2 separate regions of the Sus scrofa genome follow, and region 1 is linked to region 2. Evidence: chromatin contacts called from public Hi-C data. All regions are on one chromosome and are shown on one strand. The core of a region is the stretch at or near the end of the contact, and the rest is flanking DNA. Distances in the headings are between cores, read along the strand shown.

Evidence for each region. A called contact is a pair of places that touch in the nucleus more often than the background predicts.
Region 1: a Hi-C map of skeletal muscle shows a contact between it and region 2, with 7 times the contacts expected there. The contact joins the promoter of TFE3 here to the promoter of GRIPAP1 in region 2. A contact is called at or near these places in 1 of 5 promoter capture datasets (liver), 11 of 47 Hi-C or Micro-C datasets (blood, brain, embryonic fibroblasts and 5 more) and 2 of 2 datasets of contacts at active chromatin or transcription factors (alveolar macrophages and skeletal muscle).

The regions. Positions count from the first base shown.
Region 1 is chrX:43,114,129-43,117,924 of Sscrofa11.1, forward strand. It overlaps TFE3 (transcription factor E3), which reads right to left and starts at 2,249. Exons shown (of 10, transcript XM_003135074.6): 1 at 1,830-2,249. The coding sequence starts at 1,945.
Region 2 is chrX:43,067,389-43,071,818 of Sscrofa11.1, forward strand. It overlaps GRIPAP1 (GRIP1-associated protein 1), which reads right to left and starts at 2,975. Exons shown (of 26, transcript XM_021080663.1): 1 at 2,903-2,975; 2 at 55-121. The coding sequence starts at 2,944.

The DNA of each region.
Region 1 (3,796 bases), core at 999-3,498, 46 kb after region 2:
TGGCAGAACAGTCCATTGTGACACAAAGTGAACTGGGGAGGCTGATTCACTTTACAGAGGATCCACTACTTTGCAAATAAGTCTCTCCCCCCACCAACCCCGCCCCAGTCGGAGTTCGAGGGATGCCAACATCCAACCAAAAAAAAAAAAAAAGAAAGAAATGGAAATAATAAAGACTCCCCTAGGCTCAACGATCTGGATTTACAAGAGGGAGAACTGGAGTGGAGGATCACTTTGTAGGAACATTCTTCTCTAGGTCAGAGGAGCCTGCCCAGCGCTCTCCTGGTTTTTTGGATAAATCGCAACACAAACACACCTTCCATACCAACACCCACAAGCACCCAAAATAATAAGCCAGGTACACCCCTCCCTTTCAACTATTCCCACCACTATCATGATCCAGGTCGTTATAAAAGCAGTAGGAGATGATGGTAAATTGTTATGATGGAAAGGCTCCTGGCTCAACCCTCCATGCCAGCTGCAAGACCCTAAAGTGTGAGGGCCACTAACATGGGGGCACATGGACATGCATCCCTGAATTTTGTCAGAAGATCTTGAATCCTCAGACTGTGGTTGACTTCACTTGACAAGAATTCTTGCCCCTCCCCAAGGATCTGTCTTCCTTTCTTTCTTCACCCACAGATGGGGCCCTAAAACCACCCAGGAAGTCGGGAAGAGGAAGCTCGGGGAGCTGCTGAGCTAGGCACAATCCCAGCCAGAAAGTAGGCAAAGCCCCCCTCCCATGCTCTCATCCTGGAAGCGGTGGGCACTAGACTGAGAGGGCTGGGGCTTACAGGCCTGTTGATAGAAGTGAGGCTGAGAGGTCAGAGAAGAACTACCCAGCCAGGGATGGTGCAATTGGTGCTCATTCCAGCTCTGGGGTCAGATTCAAGATTGTCTCCAGGGCCTGAGAGACAGACAAGGAGGGCGAGATAAAAAAAAAAAAAAGTACCTGTGTCTGAGTGTGTGTGTGTGTGTGTGTAGGGGGTGAAAAGGGCTGGCTGAGAGGCTAGGGCAGGTGGCCTCAGGAACAAGATCCTCCTCTGGGTTCCCCAATAAGGTCTGATGAGGCCTTCAATGAGTTAAGTGTTAGCACCACCTCCATTGCCTGTCTGTCTGACTGACTCCCATTCAAGCCCCTGTTGAGGGTGTGAGAAGAGGACTTTCCCACTATCCCTTGGATCTGACCCAGCTGGACGGGTGGGCAAGTGGAGGGATTATTCTGATCAAGTCTTGATGAATGTTGCTTTTCTTGTGCACTCGCACACACTCCCAAGGCTGGTCCCACGCAGCATATCTGAGATAGCCCCAAATCCCTTCAGAGTCAAGTTTCCCCAAACACAGCCTCCAGCAACCAGCCACTGGGAGTCACCAAGCTCCTGAGACAGCACCTCTGACTCCTAGGACCCTCTCTCTGAGGGGAAAAGAAGCCTTAAAATCAGTACCTCACTTACAGAGTGGCCCCTTAAATTCATTCTCCTCATACCTGACTCAAGAATCCCAAATTCAACCTCTAATCAGAGTCTCAGTCCCTGAAGTTCAGCGACGTTAGACCAGTTTGTGGACACAACAGAATCAGTCCCTCTAGACCCAGTCAAGGGCCCCCCAAATCTGAACAAGGCCTCTCTTAATGTACTTCCACGACTCCTTTAAGCCTCAGTCCAAGCAGGCCACCGCCAGATTCCTTAGGTGCCCCCCCCAAGTCGGGCGCCCCGACGTCCTCCAAGCCTAGGCCAAGGGCCTCCGATCACAGTCCTGGGCCCCCGCTGCCCCCAGATCAGGCCCCCGGGAACCCCAGTCAGCACTACCGGTCCCAGGCGGCCCCGCACCTGAGCAGCTGGGCCGAGTCGGCCGGCCTGCGCTCCTCCAACAGCACGAACACGGCTCGAGGGCCCTCCGCGCTGGCCTCTACGCCGTCCCGAGCTGGCTCGGCCGCATGAGACATGACGCCCGGCCCCGGGCGAGCCCTGCCAGGCCGGTCGGGCCTCGGCCCGGTCCCCCCAACAAAATAAGAGTCCCCCTCCCCCGCTCGCCACCGCCTCCTCCGCTAAGCCATGGAGCGAGCTCTGCGCCGGCGGGCGGCGTCGGGGAGATGGGATGGGCCGTGAGTCATCCCCCGCCCTAAACGGACCGACACCCCCCCCAACCTAACCCCGGACGACCGCCTTCCTCCCCCTCGTCCTCTTCCCCCTCCTCCCTGGGCTGGGGAAACTCCACAGGAAGTGACCGCATGATGGATAGACAGCTCGCCGGGCCACGCCCTCTGGGTGAGACGACCAATCGTCGAGGGATGTTTCAAGGGCCCGCCCTAAGCTACGCCTCCGAAGCCAAAAGAAGACTAGATTCGGCAGGCCCTTTTTCCGAGAAGGGGGCACCTAGGCCACGCCCTCAGAGAGAGGCAAATCAATGAGAGGTAATTTGATTGAGTCACGCCTCTTCTTCTCAAATTATCCCTCCGCAAGATAGTAAGCCGCTCCTTAGGGCCTCTGCGCCTGCGTACTGAAGCCCGGTCGGCGCGCGGAGGCTCTCCAGGCTACGCTTCTAGCTGCGGAATCGCGCCCTCTCTCGGCCAGCATTCGTAATATCCACTCTCCAGACCGCGCTCCAACCTTGATCTAGCGGTGCCTGCTAAGCCAAAGCCTAAGCCTTGAGGCCTAGGCAGCTACGTTCCCTTGAATTGCGCACCAGAAACCCTGCCCTCTCGGTACCTACAGTCCAGCGATCCAGCTGGTCTTCCAGGAAGCGCTCCGTCTGCTCTTTGTTGTTCAGAGCGGTTGTTGTACTAGGTCGTTGTGCTACACTGTAGGTGCTTAGTAAAATCCTTGACGGATGGCTGAATGAGTGGAAAGATGGACATTAGATCCGCTCCCTTCGGTGGATGACTTCTGTTGTTATACAGAACTGGGTTTGGATATGGACAAGGGACTTACCCTCTCGGAGCCTCAGCTTTCTTGGCCGTCAAATGGGGGTCTTAATACCTGTCTGGCGACATTTTTATAGGGAGTAGAAGTAATTTATGAATAGTGCTAGCAGATTTTTTGGTATACAATAACCTCTCCAAAAATTCATTGATTCAGGAGTTCCCATCGTGGCGCAGCGGAAACGAATCCAACTAGGAACCACGAGGTTTCGGGTTTGATCCCTGGCCTCGCTCAGTGGGTTAAGGATCCGGTGTTGCGGTGAGCGTGGTGTGGGTCGCTGACGCCCCCCGGATCTGGCGTTGCTGTGGTTGTGGCGGAGGCCGGCAGCTGTAGCTCCAATTAGACCCCTAGCCTGGGAACCTCCATATGCCTCGGGTGCGGCCCTAAAAAGACAAAAATAAAAAAATTGATTCACTCATTTGTGCACTGGTACAGCAAACATTGATTGAGCTCCTCTGTGTGCTAAATGTATGCAAGTTGGCTTGCACACAGCGGAGGGTCCCACTCACACCTTCAGGTGCACAGTCAACTCACAAAACACCAGGACCAACAACCTTCCCTAAATTCTTCCCAGCATCCCAAGACCATGCCCATCAGTTGCACCACTGGGAACTTCACTGAACTTCCATTTGCCTTGTACCTTTCTGTATTGGCACCCTTATTTCCCTTATTATCAAGTCGACTTGGTAAACACGAACGTCCCCATACACACACACACACACACACACACACACACACACATATCATCATCATCCACATAACAAAGGTGACAATTCTTCCCCAAACTAATCTTTCACAAAATCAATATGGTACCAATACAAATTCCAAAACGGGGAGTTCCCACTGTGACACAGTGGGTTAAAGATGCCACGCAG
Region 2 (4,430 bases), core at 1,725-4,224:
CTTGGCCTCCGTCCCCCAAAGCCGCCCCCATCTCATGAGACCCTTTTGGCTCACCAACACCATTCTTGCGTAGTTCATCCGAAAGCTGGTAGTTGTTTGTCCGGAGTTCTAGGAGCTGAGCCTTAGCGGGGGGAAGCAGGGAGGGAAATGACTTGGCAGGAATGTGTCACCTACCCTCACAGGGAGGGAACCAACCTCTGAGCCTCATGGACCCTGCTGCCCTCCGTGTGCCTTTTTATTCACTCCTAAGACCTGTGCCTGTTGCCTCCCAAATGAGCTTCCAGCTGCTCGGCCCATCCCACCTTCTCCACTTTTGCTGATTTATTGTTATTTTTTTCTAGGGCCGCACCTGAGGCATAGGGAAGTTCCCAGGCTAGGGGTTGAAAACAGGAGCTACAGCTGCCGGACTAGGCCACAGCCACAGCAACGCCACATCCGAGGTGCATCTGCAATCTACACCACAGCTTACAGCAACGCCGGATCCTTAACCCACTGAGCGAGGCCAGGGATTGAACCCGCATCCTCATGGATACTAGTCCGATTCACTGCTGCTGCGCCACAACAGGAACTCCTCCAGTTCTGTTTATAACCACAGCCAGCCTCACCTCTCTATCTCCCTGCTGCCTCCATCTCTCCCCTTCCAATCCACTATGCTCACGTGGGTTCCATGGCTCTCCAGGCCCACAGGATAAAGTTCTGCCCCCTCGCCTCAGCTGCCTCATCACACACCCAATACTGTTCTATCTTCTGTCAGAGGCATTGTCCATCCTCTTGGCCAGACTAGGGGGCCAGGGATTGCCTTCTGCCCTCTTTCCCAAGGGAAGAGGGCCTCGGATTATGACCAATCTCACTGAGTAAAAGGGGGCTGCCCAGGGTCCCTACCTACAAGGCTCTCCAAATATGTCCAGACCCCTTTCAAGAATTGAGGAAAAGTTGGAGTTCCCGTTGCGGAGCAGCGGAAATGAATCCGACTAGGAACCATGAGGTTGCGGGTTTGATCCCTGGCCTCGATCAGTGGGTTAAGGATCCGGCGTTGCCATGAGCTTCGGTGTAGGTCACAGATGCGGCTTGGATCCCCCATGGCTGTGGCTGTGGCGTAGGCCAGCAACTGTGGCTCCAATTCGACCCCTAGCCTGGGAACCTCCATATGCCACAAGTGCAGCCTTAAAAAAAAAAAAAATTGAGGAAAAGTAATGTATGGGCCATTCCAAACAGCATACCCCTCCTTACTACCCTTCCGGGGCACTGAGGTCAGTTCTTTCCAGAACCGCTATCCCTTACTCCACCAGGACTTTTCCCTCTCTTCCATGGCGCCAGCCTCCATCCCGGGGTGGTCTACTAAAGGAGACAGCACAGAACCTCTATAGAAGCTTCTTGCCCCTGTCCTCTCTCGGATTCTGTGATCTGTCTCCCTTGTCCTGATCCAACTGGAACACCGCTGGCACCCACTTCAGAGGCCCTATCCAGCAGTTCCCATTGTGGCGCAGCAAAAACGAATCCAACTGATATCCATGAAGATGTGAATTCAATCCCTGGCCTCACTCAGTGGGTCGGGATCCAGCGTTGCTGTGAGCTGTGGTGTAGATCGCAGACTCAACTCGGATGTGGCGTTGCTGTGGCTGAGGTGTAGGCTGGCAGCTGTAGCTCTGATTCGACCCCTAGCCTGGGAACTTCCATATGCCATGGGTTTGGCCCTGAAAAAAAAAGTTCCTATCCATCAGAGCCCAATGGTTTTCCCATCACTCATGGCCAATGGAATCAATCTTCCTCACTCAAGAGTCCCCTATACCCCTCGAGACCTCTAATGGAATGGCCCTATATCCTTCAGGGTTTTTCCCCAAACAAGGCCTTGGGTGGGTCGACTGGATTACGCGGAATACCTGCACAAGTTACAGAGCCCTTCCCCTTTTATGGTCCAATGACCTCGCCCTTCCACCCTCAGGGTCCCTCACACAGTAACAACTGGTTTCCTTCATTCAAGGACCAACAGATGACCTGTCCTTACTTGGAGTCCCTCCTGTCCTCCACAGGACCCTACCAGAGGTTTCTACCTTTCAGAGTCTCCCCACTCACTAAACCCAATGGTCTTCCCCAGTTAGGAACTCTCGCAACAAGGTCCCACTTTGGCCTGTCATCTCACCTCAGAGTCTCCCCCAAAAGAATCAAGTGGTCAGAGTCCTCAGCTAGGGTACCTCCCTACAGAGCAGTGATGTCCCCTCCACGCGGTGCAAGGGATCACTCTTTCACCTCCTCTGGTCTCTCACCAAAAAGGATTAATGGTATTACCCATTCACCCCAGGCCTAATGGGATCACGCCTCATCATCCAATGGTACTGCCCTCTCTTGGGATCCGCTACACCCCTCTCGCACAGAAGCTCCATTTCCCAGGAACAATGACAACATGTGGGGTCTTTCCCCTGTCCCCTGACACAATGGTATCTCCCACAAAAACGTCCACCTCCCACCAGCAATGGTATTGCCCTCTCCAGAGCTCCCCCCACCATGACGCAAACAGCCCAACGCCCGCTTCCTTCCTCTCCAGACAAAATGGTTTCGCCCTCTCAGGATCTCCTTCCCTCAAAGCCCAACATTATCATCGCCCACCCAGGTGTCCCCCGCACGGGCCCAAAGGTCTCGTCCCCCCCAGGTCTGAGTAAGGTACCGCCCACGCTAGGACTCTCTCCTCCGCCCACAAGGCTAACAGAATCCAACCCCTCAGAGCCCAACAGGATCTCAGAATCCAGTAGTATCAGCACTCGGAGCCTCAGTTTCCCTTCCCCAGACCAACCCCTTAGACTCAAGATCCATCCCAACCAACCCCTGCCCAGACCCATGGCACGACTTCTCTCTTTCCCGCCCCCTTGTCGCCTAGCCCGGTGGTCTTTTCCCCGGTGAGCGGCACCTGCATCCGCTGAAACTCCTCTTCAGACAGAGCTTGCGCCATGTTCCTCCCCCCCACCCCCCCTACAGCTTTCTGCGCAGACGCAGTTTGTCCCTCCTGTCATTAGAATTAAGGTCGGACCAAACCACTGGGCAGGAAGAGAGGGGGAGAAGTCTACTCCGGAAGTCCAGCGTTTTGGAAACTGAGAGAAGCGGAGGAAACCGACAGGTTAGGTGAATTGCAATGTAATATTTTACCAGAACCTATGTCATTTGATCTGGATTTTAAGCTCTCACAGACTACCCATTGTGATGCGACACTATGGCATCCCTGTGTCATCGGTGGACTCGTCGCTAAGGAAGTGTTTGCCGACCGAAAATGACACTTCCGCGGTACTCCTTTAAGGAGGATGGTTGACTTAATGAAAGCGGAAGCCTTGCGCTGATCTTGTTCCCGCCCTCCTCCGGGTGACCCCATAAGGGAATCCCGCCCCTTTGAAGCCTCTGGCGTTTTTTTTTTTTTTTTTCCTCTTTAAAGCTTTGACACTGATTTTCTTAACACGCTGCTGTCGTTAGGTGAAGGGCTTAGCCACTAATAAATATAAAATACCTATGAGGAAACAATGGCAGTGAATCAAACGAAAAATCTTCATTTAAAAAACAAACAAAAAATAGGATGGCAGAACACCAGGAACATTCAAATAAGTATTAAAATGCATTATAAGTCTCTCTTTTGCTTATAAGCCTCTCCAAACCCTGTCAGGCAAGCAGTAGTTTTTATTTGGGAAAGAGAAAAATTAGAAAGCATGTTAAGCGGCAACGTATTTGTATTAGGATACGCCCCATTTTCCTTAGCTTTCTTTTGGCAGGGATAACTTAATTTTGATGCCATTTTAAGCATTCAGAAAAGCAAGAACAGTACGAGGAAATTCTTTGTACCCTTATGCCAGATTCATCAATTGTTTACATTTTTCCACCTTTTCTTTATCATTTTCTCTCTCTCTCTCTATATATATATATAAAATTTTTGAACCCTTGGCTTCAGCATCCATCAATGATTTTTCTAACATCAACATTCCTTTCATATTTGTTAGTTATTATTCTACCATAAGGAAAAGCTTTCTCTTCTTCCCCATTTATGTATTTTTATCTGTACAGACATAATTCTTACTTTATTCAATGATTTATAATCAATAACTATCATTTTTTCATTTGATGCTCAAATTGTCCTAGATTTGGCCAGTGGGAGCTCTTTCAAGTTGGCTTTGTGTCCCTTTGACATGCCACCATCATTTTATTTATTTATTTATGTTTATTTATTTTTTGCTTTTTAGGGCCCCACCCACAGCATATGGAGGTTCCCAGGCTAGGGGTCGAATCAGAGCCATAGCCACTGGCCTACACCAGAGCCACAGCAATGCGGGATCCAAGCCGAGTCTGCAATCTACACCACATTTCAGCCCAACCATACAAGATTCATTCTAGCTTTCTCACTTTCCATATTTGTAAATCCCTTCTCCGGCAGGGAAAAAACCTAGCTCCCATTATCC